Regions from separate parts of the Mus musculus genome. Here regions 1, 3 and 4 are each linked to region 2. Evidence: chromatin contacts called from public Hi-C and Micro-C data. All regions are on one chromosome and are shown on one strand. The core of a region is the stretch at or near the end of the contact, and the rest is flanking DNA. Distances in the headings are between cores, read along the strand shown.

Region 1 (2,700 bases), core at 171-2,670, 330 kb before region 2:
TGGGGCGTGGCGGGGGTGGGCGCAGGCAGCCCTGGTTCCGCTCCTCCCGCCGGGCATGGTGATAATGAGGGTGGGGCCAGCGATGGCGGTGGAGTGCCTGGTGGTCCCCAGCCCATTCGCTGATATCGGCTTCTTCCTCCCGCACGCAGCACAGAACTCCTAGGCGCCTCCGCAGCCTCCGCCAGAGACGGCAGTCGCCCGCCTGGAAGAAAAGGTAGATCAAAGGGTTGATGGCGCTGTTGGCCACCTCTAGGACGCGCATCGCCGCCACCAGGCTCTCTCTCTCCCAGTCACCCGCGGGCTTCGATGACCAGGCGGCTGCCAAGCGAGCGGCGAAGTAGGGCAGGTCGCAGCCCACGAAGAGCAGTGCCAGCGCCAGGCTCATTTTCAAGCTTTGCACCTTGGCTTGGGGCAACGCGCTGGGCAAGGAGGCTCTGGCCATACTGGGCGACCAGGGCATCCTAGCCACCGGAGCCTGAGACCCACGCTGCCACCAGACACACAGCAGGTGGCCGCAAGAGAAGCCTAAGAGAGCGACCGGCGCCGCGAAGCCCACGATAGCTTCATAGAGCGCGTAGACCTGCAGGTGCCAGCGCGGCAGGGGCGCGAAGATGCCCCTGCAGCAATGCTTCCCTGGCCAGGCATTGGCGGTTGAAGATGGAGGAGCATCCCAGCGCACCACGAAGGTCGGAGGCAGCGCCAGTAGCAGAGCCAGCAGCCAGCTCAGGGCAGCCAGGGCACGTGCTGGCAACTGAGGGCCCTGAGGAATGCGCACCGCGAGCTGGCGCTCCAAGGCAATGAGCGCCACCAGGTGGGCGGAGGCGCCCCGCCCCGATGCCTGCAGCAGATGGGAAAGGCGACAAGCCAAGTCGCCCAGAGCCGGTCTCGGGTCGCCCAGCAGCTCCCAAGCCAGCTGCGACAATGCTGTTCCTCCACTTGCGTACAGGTCAGCCGCTGCTAGCTGCACAAGCAGGAAGTCCATCTTGCGACGCTTGGGACCCGGCCAGGGTCCGCTGCTACCGCCGCACAGGCGGCAGAGCACAGTGGTGTTGCCAGCTACCGCGGCCACCAGGATGATCCCCAAGAAGACCAGATGGATCCGGTGGCTGGGTGGCCCGCGTGGAGGCGAATGCGGTCCTGGGACAGAGGCTCCTTGCTCAGAAGTCAGGTTGAGACTCCAGCTTGGCTGAGTGGGTACAGAAAGGTTGGATGCGGGATTCAGAATTGCGAGGCTGAAAGGATCTTCCATCCTTAATCCGGAGGAAAGAGAGATACCGCTTAAAAGGCCAAAGTCTATGAGAGGTGGCGCGGGCCACACCGCTGGGTCTCGGCGATTTCCCAAAGTTAGTTGAAAAAGCACACACACCCAGGGTGAGATGGATACGCGTGGATTTGCGCTTAGTTGTTTGTATAGGTTGTTCTTGGTATTTGTCACTCAAATGTGGGTTGTATATTCGAGGAACACACATGATCCCTATTCTCCACCTTCTCCGCTTTTCGCTTCCTCCCCCTCCCCACTGCCCCCCCCCCCATCCCAGCAGAGCATCTTTCTAATCCACACAGCCGCCTCCCTCAGTGGCATCCGTGGACCTCTAGGCTCTGGAAATCTTGCCCTGTGACATATAGCCAGAAAGAAAGTTGTGCATGTGACCACTGCAAAGGCTAACTAATGTTAACTCAGAATCAATTATGAGATAGATAGTTCCTCGGCTGAGATAGTATCCCCACCCCCAACAATTAATTGTGTGATTGCTAACAGGAAAAATTACAAATGCTACTTTTGATAAAAAAAAAAAGAAAAGAATTTTTTTTTTTGTAATGCCATACGTCTGCGCTAGCTTGAGAAATACAAGGACACAAGAAACCAAGCAGGGTTCCTCTATTTCTCCACTTCCGACCCTGCTGGGCCAGCAGTCTACCACAGAACTACAACCAGTCCTAAATAGTAGTAATAGCTTTTTGAGCAGAGTCATTAGGTGAGCCTTTGATAGGGGTATACCTTCCTCTGCCTGCAGTGCTAGGACTTTAATCCGGAGAGAACTATGGGCCCTCCCTTTGCCTGGCAATTAGGAACAGAGAGGTCTGCAGATGCTTTCCAGTACTCTCTTTACTAGCATCAGGGGATGGCAGCCGCTCTCTCCTCTCAGTGATGCAAAACTCATTTTGTCAGTCTGAAGACAGTACTACCAGATTTTTATACAAATGGTGGTTCATGGATTGAGTCCTTCCTAGTATTTTCTTCTAGTGATGGATGTGTCACGCGGGCTTCTCTGTCTCCTGATTCTGTTTTCCAGCAGATGGGAGGTTGCTGGGAGGGACTACGCCTCCAATAAGCCCAGAGAAAAGGTGACTAAGAAAACCATACAGCAGCCAATTTTTAAAAAAGAAATCCAGTTCACAGGAAATGGTTTAGATTTAATGCTGCCACTTTTAGCCTCATTTCACAAACAATTCACTTTTCCCGTTGGAAGCATCAGTTTGTGCATCCATCAAATTAATCATGGTGAAAGTAAAATTTCTTGTACTTCCTGGTCTTGGGCCAGGGAGGAATGGGTGTCTGTTGCTTCCCAAGCTGTGGGAATGTTTGCAACCTACAGATGCATGAATTAGGGGGACTTGGTAGGATTCGTACCACCCTGCTGGTTGCTGTAGAAATCTCATTTTCCTAAGGTCTATCATTTTGGCTGGAGACATGTGTCG
Region 2 (2,700 bases), core at 89-2,588:
TTTAAGCTGCTTCCTCCTTCAGGGCTTTGACTTCTGGTTTTCTGCCTGAAACACTGCATTCAGTTTTCAACTGTTGGCTCTTTGTCCCTTTATAGTATCATCTCAAACTTTGGATTCTCAGGGAGACTTTTTGTTTTTAACACTAAATACAGGCTTATTAGATTCAGCAAAAGTATAAGATACCTAGTAAAATAAGACTTTGGATAAACATCAACTAGAATTTTTTGGTCTTTGTTCATATACTAGAAATTATTGTGTTTTGTCTGAAACTCAAATTTAATGAGCTGTTCCATATTATAGCAACCCAAATATAATACTCTTTTATTATCCCTGGATTGTTCCCTGTTAAAAATTCTATTTATTGTCTACTCTCCTGGACCCAACTCAAGCATTCCCCTACATGTTCACAACTGTTTCTCCAGTGCTGATCTCAGTGCCTGGCACATAGTAGATGCTCACTACATGTTAGCCGGATAAGAAAAATAAATTCAGATTGACCACAGCTTCAGGGCAAGTCGCTGGCCAGAAAGGAAAGAGAATGCCTACTTTAAGTAATCAAACAATACTGTGCTGAAACGTCTAGGGAAGGTACAGTGGAGGGAAGGGCATGGTGTTGCCTGCCTTTTAGAAGAGACCTAGTGGAGTCAGAAGATCCTAGATGCATACATTTGGGGAGAAGCAAAATCTAGACGACTTTAAAAAAAAATCAGTTTTCCGACAAACTGAAAGAAATAACTGAAGAAAAATCTGCTTGAGTGGAAAGAACAAGACCGAGCTCTGAATAGGGTCAAAAGCAGTAAGGATCTTCCCATCTCTGTCCAAGCGGAGCGCCCCTGAGACTTACTTTAAGGGTTAGCTTTATTATCAAGTTCTGAGAACTATTCCTGATTATAAGGAAAGTCACCGCGCAAGCAAACAAAGAGCATGGAGAGTGGATGGTGATGAAGTCAAAACAGAAGAAATCAAACTCCCCTCTTGAGCCCAGGATGCCCAAACAGTTGAAGGCAGACTTATTTGGCCTCAGCATTTGGAGAGCTTTATGACCAGCGGCGATGTATGCTGGGTTCCCTGAGGGACCCACCAGGGGTGCAGAGGTGCACTCCACCCCGATGTCCGCTCAAGCAGGGTTCGTCCGTTCGTCCGTCTGTCCTAAAGCAAGCCGTGTGTGGGACTGTAGACTCAGGTCAAGCAGGCTCCCAGCCCTACGCAGCTCCACCCGGCTCTTGCCTGCCCTCCCACCTAGGAGCTGGAGGATGGTCCTGGGTGCTTTAGCCAAGGCTGCTAGTCCCCGACGTCTACAGCAGGACGCGCCCTGTTGTGTGAGCAGCGTGCGCGCCCAGTTTGGAGACGGCCGCCTCTGCTGCTGACAGGTGCTGGCCTGAGGGCGCGGGTGTGGTTCCCAGTGCAGCTGGAAGCCCGAGCCGGCCGCTTGCAGCTTTCCGAGCTCCCGCGGGCGCCGAGGGGAGTCAGGGTGCGGCCTGGGGGCGCTCAGTGGTCTGGAGCAGCGGAGTTCCCTGCTAGAAACTTTGCAGGACGGCCGCGCCCCGCGGCGGGAGGGCCTCGGCCGCAGCCGTTTTGCTCCGAGCTGGCCTGAAGCCGCTGGACGCTCCGGGCTTGTGCTGCTGCGCTGGCCGCCGCCGCCGCCGCCGCCGCCTCCACGCTCCCGGAGGAGGCGCAGCCCGAGAGGGAGGAGGAAAGGCAATAGGAGGGGAGACAAGGTGCCTGGGTTGGAGGATGGAGCCCCGGGCTGCCACGACTGGCGAGCTCGTGCGGGCCGCGTCCCCCTCCTTCCAGGCCCGGCTCTGGAAGAACCTGCAGCTGGGGGTGGGCAAGGGCAAGGGCGGCGGAGGCGGGCGCGCTGGGGGCCCCGAGCACCGCACTGCGGCCACTCCGACCCCGTCCCCGCCGCCCCCGGGGACCACGCAGGACGCCCTGGCCGGTGTGGGAAGTACTGGCAGCAGGTGGAGCGGCTTCAAGAAGCGGAAGCAAGTGCTGGACCGAGTGTTCTCCTCCTCACAGCCCAACCTGTGCTGCTCCTCACCAGAGCCCCTGGAGCCAGGCGGAGCAGGCAGAGCCGAGCAAGGGTCCACGCTGCGCCGCCGCCTACGCGAACATCTGCTGCCCGTGGCTAAGGGGTCCTCGACAGCCACAGGGACAGGCGGAGTGACGCCTCCTGGCGGACGCTCTCCGGACTCAGCTCCTTCTTCGTCTTCCGCCTCATCTTCCCTGTCCTCTTCTCCCCAACCGCCCCCGAGGGGGGACCGCGTCCGTGATGAGAGTACACGGCGTGGGGGCCCTGGGGTGCACCTGTGCCACCAAAAGAGCTCCTCTCTGCCCGGAACCGCGTGCCTGGAGCAGTTGCTGGAACCGGCGCCACCCCCCGCAGAACCGGCCCGGGGTCCCGCCGAACCCCAGGCTCTGCAGAAGGACATAGAGCGCGACTGCAGCCAGGTGAGTGCCAGGTGGCCAGCGCCGGGCAGTGTGCAGGCCACGCCTCCAGCTTCAGGCTGCCTTGGCAGCGAGTGTGTGTGTGTGTGTGTGTGTGTGTGTGTGTGTGTCCCCATGTGTGCGGGCACGGACTACTAACTAGCTGAAACGGAGCAAAGACATTTTGCTCGGGTTTAGTAGTAACAGTTTAGACTTGAACCCTGACTTGACTTTGACACGAATGAATGACACCTGTCGCCAAAAGCACTTTGG
Region 3 (2,700 bases), core at 48-2,547, 310 kb after region 2:
ATAAAGTTTTCCCAAAATTCGGAATCCCTTTCACAAAAATGTCACTTCCCCTGTTGTGTCCAAAGCTTCTATTTAACCAAATATTATGAATATATGTATATCATCTTTGCGCAAAACAATAGATAGCATTGTGTTAATGTTGAATTAGTAGATTCACAGACTAGTGCTTAATCTTAGTTCAGATTTCAAGTTCAAAGTAGCAGAACTCACTGATCTGGCAGTTTACTTCTTGAAATGTGTATAGAGGATGCCACATGTGTGCACTGACCAAAATCTAGCAGTATTGATACCTGTTAACACAAGTGACATCCCATTTTCTCTGCCTACCAGCTCTGGCCTACTGTCCATGGTTGTATCTAAAGGCCATTATTCTGAGAAAGTTCCTGAGGCTCCTTTGGCAGTAGATGATAAAGATAAGTACTTAAGAAACAAACAACAGCAAGAAAGCCCAACAAGACTACTTTGCTTTTAATGAAACTTAGCACTTCCTCTTCAAGCAAGATGACTTTAACTGAGGTCACCAACCCCCACGTAAAAAGCCAGAAGTGGCTATATGCATTTGTAACCTCGGTTCATGGGGATGAAGATAGGCAGAACTCCAGAGATCACTGGCAAACCAAACTAGTCAAAACATCAAGTTTCAGGTCCCATGGAGAAAAAAAAAACATATCTCACATATATATATATACACATATATATATATGTATATGTATATATATACATACATACATACACACACATATATATATTTATATTTATGTGAATGGACAGAATAAATACCTATGCACATACATATGTACATACATGTATACATACATATAGTAGAGAGAAATTAAAGAATATACTGCCTGATGTCAACCTTTGGCCTCTGCAGATACATATATGGGTATGTGCACCACATATGCACACACATACACACACACACACACACACACACACACACAAGTAAGTATGCATCCAGTAGTTTAGCAAAAAGCTAAAATAATAAAATAAATAAAATAAAATTAAGAAAAATAAAAAAGGAAAGAAAGTTAAGCTCTTTAATGGTATAAAAAAGGCCCATGCCTTGTAATAAATGAGATCTGGCAAGTACATAATGAGGAATCTTCTTCCTTTCTAGCTCAGGGGACCATATATGACCTGCAATGAAGTTAATGGAATCATTAGGCCTTAGAAACATTCCTGGAATTTCTCTGCTTCATGTAAACAAACAATAGTTTGAACTTGCTCCTAGTGGGCATTGGGACAGCTCTGCATTAGATATGAAACCACTTGCCATGAGCTAAGTGAATTGTGTAATGCTTGGTACAGAATAATTTCCTTCCTGGTGACTAAACACTCCCATGCTCACAATGTTCAATATAGCCTTGAACCAAGACTCAAAACAATCAAAGATCTCTTTACATATCACACTGTAGAGTCCTGATAAAGAATCTACTTGTAGGGTTAGATATTTTTTTATCAACCTATTTTTAATAAGGGTTTTAAATGCTTTAACACCCCATTCTACCCACTGTCTAAAGATGGGGGAGAAAAGATGGTAAAAAGGACAAGGGGACATGGACCTGTTTAGAAGTACTTCTTTGGGGGTGATTCAAATCTTCATTGTCGGGATACCAAACAAGAATAGCAGTGGTGGCAAGATCCAGCAGAAACAGCCAAATCAGCACAAGTCAGTGGGAGCAACCAGAACCAGCCTGTGCACCAGAAGTACTCTGCTGTCCCTCTTTCAACCAAGTAAAGATTAACAAAGATGTGAGACCATTGAAGCATTGCAAGACTTGCTATGCAAGTACCACTTCACTGTCTGCTAGGTGCTATTTATATTCTCTCCAAACATCATGTGTCTTCCTCGTATGAGTCTGTATCACATGACACAACCAAAAACTTCTACCTCACCTACTGAAAAAGAACAAGAATCATATTGAAAGTAAGCCCAAATACAAAGACCATATGTTTCACCAGACAAGAAATTACCATTGTCCAAATGAGGGTTAAAGGAAGGTCCATAGGCAAGACAGTGGGATGGGTGGGCATGGCAGCACTTGGGAGACAGGAACAGGAGGATCACCGCAAGTTTGAGACCAAATTTGTTTACATAGTGAGCTCTAGGCTATCAAGGGCAATTACAAAGGCCTGTCTCTAAAGAACAACAAAACCCCAAAGCCTTAAAACTAGAGGAGAATACTGTACATGTTAAGTACAGAAAGCCTTACAGGATAAAAAGCTATCAGGAAACTAGTATTTGAAATGAAATCGACTGTATAATAGAGAAACTTACTATATCTACTCAAGTTATTCATTCTATAAATATAAAATAATTTAGGAGAGGTATTTATTTATTTATTGGATATTTTCTTTATTTATATTTCACCTTTCCTAGTTCCCCCCTTCCCCAGTTCACCCCTATCCCATCTCCCCTCCCCCTGCTTCTATAAGAGTGTTCCCCCACCCACCCACCCACCTTCCTACCTTCCGATTTTCCTACACTGTGGCATCGAGCCTTCACAGGACCAAGGGCCTCTCCTCCCAGTGATGTCCAACAAGGCCTTCCTCTGCTACATATGCTGCTGGAGCCATGTGTCCCTCCATGTGTACCCCTTGGTTGGTGGTTTAACCTAAAGCTCTGGGAGGTCTGGTTGGTTGATATTGTTGTTCTTCCTATGGGGTTGCAAATCCCTTCAGCTCTTTCAGTCCTTT
Region 4 (2,700 bases), core at 72-2,571, 440 kb before region 2:
GTAAGTCAGGGAGCTGTCTTCTTTGTCCTTTTATCAAACACTTCAGAGTCAAGCTACTCAAGAGACAAGCTAAGACTTATTTTATTCAACTATCATAAACATGAAGATTTATTTAAGTTCTTAGTGGTATTTCCAATTTATTAACCACTAAAACAAAAGGCTAATATATGAGCATTAGCACTATTAAAAACTAGTCTTTTCAGAGGTTAATAATCAACAAATAAGCCATTTAAAATTAGTTCTCAAATCCCATTCTTTTTTCCCTTGTTCCCATACTATTTTTGACCTGTCCCTGTCTAGAGTATTTTTGCCTACGTTGAGCTGTAAAGGGCAGTATTTATAGAACACATCTCCCTATCCTCCACGAGGTGGACATGAAAACATGACTCTTGGCCAGTGGAACTTCGCGACCCTGTTTGGGGTTGGCACATTCAACTGTCAGCTGTCCATCCACTAAAGAACAAGTCTTGAAACACAGTAACGGCTCTATATTGCCCTGGGGCCATTTTACCTTACAGACGTGACTGGGCTGCCCCCACCACCTCCAAATTGTAACAAAGGATGGGATTTGCCAAAAAATGTAAAAACACAAAAACAAACTAAAAAAACTCTCCAGGCAATCAGGAAATTAAGAAACAAGGGGAGGAGGGATCCAAAAAGGCAAGCTCCTTCCTCCTGGGCACCGCGCAGCCACTGCCCCTTACCCAGACGGGACAGTCGTGCACCACCAGCTTGACGTTCCCGAACGCACTGGCCTGGTACTCAGTGAACACCGGGCGCGCGACCGTGCTGGCCGCGTTCAGCAACAAGCTACTCTCGTCCCCCGACACCAGCGGGCTTCTTCCCAGGTATGTGCGGATGAGCCCCGACGGCCGGTTGTCCTGGTGGAACGTGTCGCCCTCGTTCCCCAACGCCACGATGTGGATGGACCTGCGGGGCCGAGAGGGGCGCGGTGAGCGGGTGGGTACAGCCAGGGCGCGTGGCACGTCCCGGACCCAGACCGTGGCAGAACGGCGACGCGTACGTACATGATCGCGGCTGGCAGGGCGGCGCGGAGATGGCAGCGGGCGGCCTGGCGGGGGCCCGGGCGACGCTCTCACTGCAGTCAGCTCATCCCCGGCCGCGGCCCTCCCGCTCCTACGACGCGGCGCTACCGACGCAGAGGAGCGGGCCGGGAGTGAGCGGCCGGCCGGGCGCTGGCAGCGCTGCGGTCCCTGGTCGCCGCTCCTGGCCGCCGCGCCTCCGCCCGGGCTCCGCCTCCGCTCGGCGGGGCCGGAGGCCCGCACGTGTCGCCCCGAGAGTCCGGCGCGCGGGGGAGCTGGCTGCTGGCCGAGGCCGCGGGACACAAAGGAGCGGTGGGCGCGGGGACGACGCCGGAGCCCGGGAGCAGCTCGCCGCCAATCCGCCTGCAGCAAGTTTCCTCAACTCGGAAGGCTGAAACCTGAGCCGGGAGCGGGGGAGGGGCGGCCTGGCCCCCGCCGGGGACCAGAAGAGAGCCCAGCCAGGAGGCAGCCCCCTGCCCACCCCGCGGTCCCGTACCCACCCCAGCCTTCGCAGAAAGTGTGTTATCGTTTTGTCAATTTACAACATGCGCTTTGGCTGTTTTGTAAAATCGTACTTGTGAAGAAGGAAAAAAAAAAAAGGCAACATTCATGCAGCTGCAGAAAAGGTTCTTTGTTCACGCACCAATTAATTTGCGGGTGCCACTTTGGAAAGGTCATTTACTATTGCAAGCTATATTTGGCATATTTTAACCAAGATTGTGGAATTTGAAGTGTTGGGATTTTTAATGTGTGTGGTTTAAAAAAAAAAGAAAAAAAAAAAAAAGAAAGTTGTAGCAGTTTACTTGGATTTTTTTCAGTACACATTCCAGTTACATTATTTAATAATAGCTCACTGAAAAAGAAGGATCATGTTAATGTAAGGATATTTTAGATTCTTTCGTGATGACACACAGAAGTAAAGCTTGTGGAGGCCCCAAAAGGGCCTCAGACTACCTCCAGTATAAAACACCATGAGGACTGCTAATACTAGGACAGGCCAAAGGCTACTCTGGGGCTCCCTCATAAATATTAAAATTCTCACAAGCATCTCACACACAGTTAAGAGTTCTTGTTTATCTTTTTGATTATTTGCTCTGCTTTGAAATTGGGCTTGTTTTCTCTGTTAAGTGGACCTGTTTTGAGAACTAGATGTTTAAAAGGTCCTGGGAAGACTGAGGAAAACAAGAAGCTGGGAGATGGCCACAACTGTTTATTAGGAATCAGTATTGCTCAGCTGAGACAGAATTAGCTTCCTGTCCATAGACAGGGCAGGGCAGGGGGCGTTCTCTATGTAGTTTACTTAGTCCTCTCTGTTCTTTGAGATAGGTCTTCCCTCCTCAGCCTCCCAAATAGCTGTAATTAGAGTCACTAGTAAAGACAAAACCAAACAAAAACAAAACCAGCCCAGGCTATATCGTGAGCTCCAGAAGAGCCAGTTACATAGTGAGACCCAGTCCTAAATAAATAAATAAATAAATAAATAAATAAATAAATAAATTTTTTCCTTTGTGTCCAAGTACAATGTTTTGTAGTTTCTGGAAATAACCATCCTGAAAGATGCAAATGTGCAGAGTCACAGTTCCTCTTGGATCAAAAGAAAGTATACGGTCTCATCAGTCTAATGGCCCACCAGTCAAACACCATGACACTGAAGTGC

Evidence for each region. A called contact is a pair of places that touch in the nucleus more often than the background predicts.
Region 1: a Micro-C map of embryonic stem cells shows a contact between it and region 2, with 2.5 times the contacts expected there. The contact joins the promoter of Gpr150 here to the promoter of Mctp1 in region 2. A contact is called at or near these places in 2 of 39 promoter capture datasets (embryonic stem cells and pre-B cells), 4 of 484 Hi-C or Micro-C datasets (all in embryonic stem cells), 1 of 115 datasets of contacts at active chromatin or transcription factors (embryonic stem cells) and 1 of 9 other capture datasets (adipose tissue).
Region 3: a Hi-C map of bone marrow-derived macrophages shows a contact between it and region 2, with 16 read pairs. The contact joins the enhancer-like site here to the promoter of Mctp1 in region 2. A contact is called at or near these places in 17 of 39 promoter capture datasets (the C10 cell line, the HPC-7 cell line, HPC-7-derived erythroid cells and 11 more), 6 of 484 Hi-C or Micro-C datasets (the HL-1 cell line, bone marrow-derived macrophages, cerebellum and 2 more), 4 of 115 datasets of contacts at active chromatin or transcription factors (bone marrow-derived macrophages, forebrain, microglia and 1 more) and 4 of 9 other capture datasets (adipose tissue, liver, macrophages and 1 more).
Region 4: a contact with region 2 is called in a Micro-C map of embryonic stem cells, with 10 times the contacts expected there. The contact joins the promoter of Rhobtb3 here to the promoter of Mctp1 in region 2. A contact is called at or near these places in 1 of 39 promoter capture datasets (hippocampal neurons) and 2 of 484 Hi-C or Micro-C datasets (both in embryonic stem cells).

Annotation. Positions count from the first base shown.
Region 1 is chr13:76,055,576-76,058,275 of GRCm38.p6, forward strand. It overlaps Gpr150 (G protein-coupled receptor 150), which reads right to left and starts at 1,421. Exons shown (of 1, transcript NM_175495.2): 1 at 1-1,421. The coding sequence starts at 1,249.
Region 2 is chr13:76,382,801-76,385,500 of GRCm38.p6, forward strand. Mctp1 (multiple C2 domains, transmembrane 1) reads left to right here and starts at 1,339. Exons shown (of 21, transcript NM_030174.3): 1 at 1,339-2,451. The coding sequence starts at 1,735.
Region 3 is chr13:76,689,039-76,691,738 of GRCm38.p6, forward strand. The region is part of intron 3 of Mctp1 (multiple C2 domains, transmembrane 1); the gene reads left to right. Among named protein-coding and RNA genes, the nearest start is that of Gm24519, 86 kb to the left of the region's middle. Within about 2 kb of position 1,298, at least 3 of the 459 cell types and tissues checked have an H3K27ac peak or open chromatin away from gene starts, as enhancers often do. A contact at or near this core is called in bone marrow-derived macrophages, where this site is marked.
Region 4 is chr13:75,942,503-75,945,202 of GRCm38.p6, forward strand. It overlaps Rhobtb3 (Rho-related BTB domain containing 3), which reads right to left and starts at 1,322. Exons shown (of 12, transcript NM_028493.2): 1 at 1,029-1,322; 2 at 705-930. The coding sequence starts at 1,030.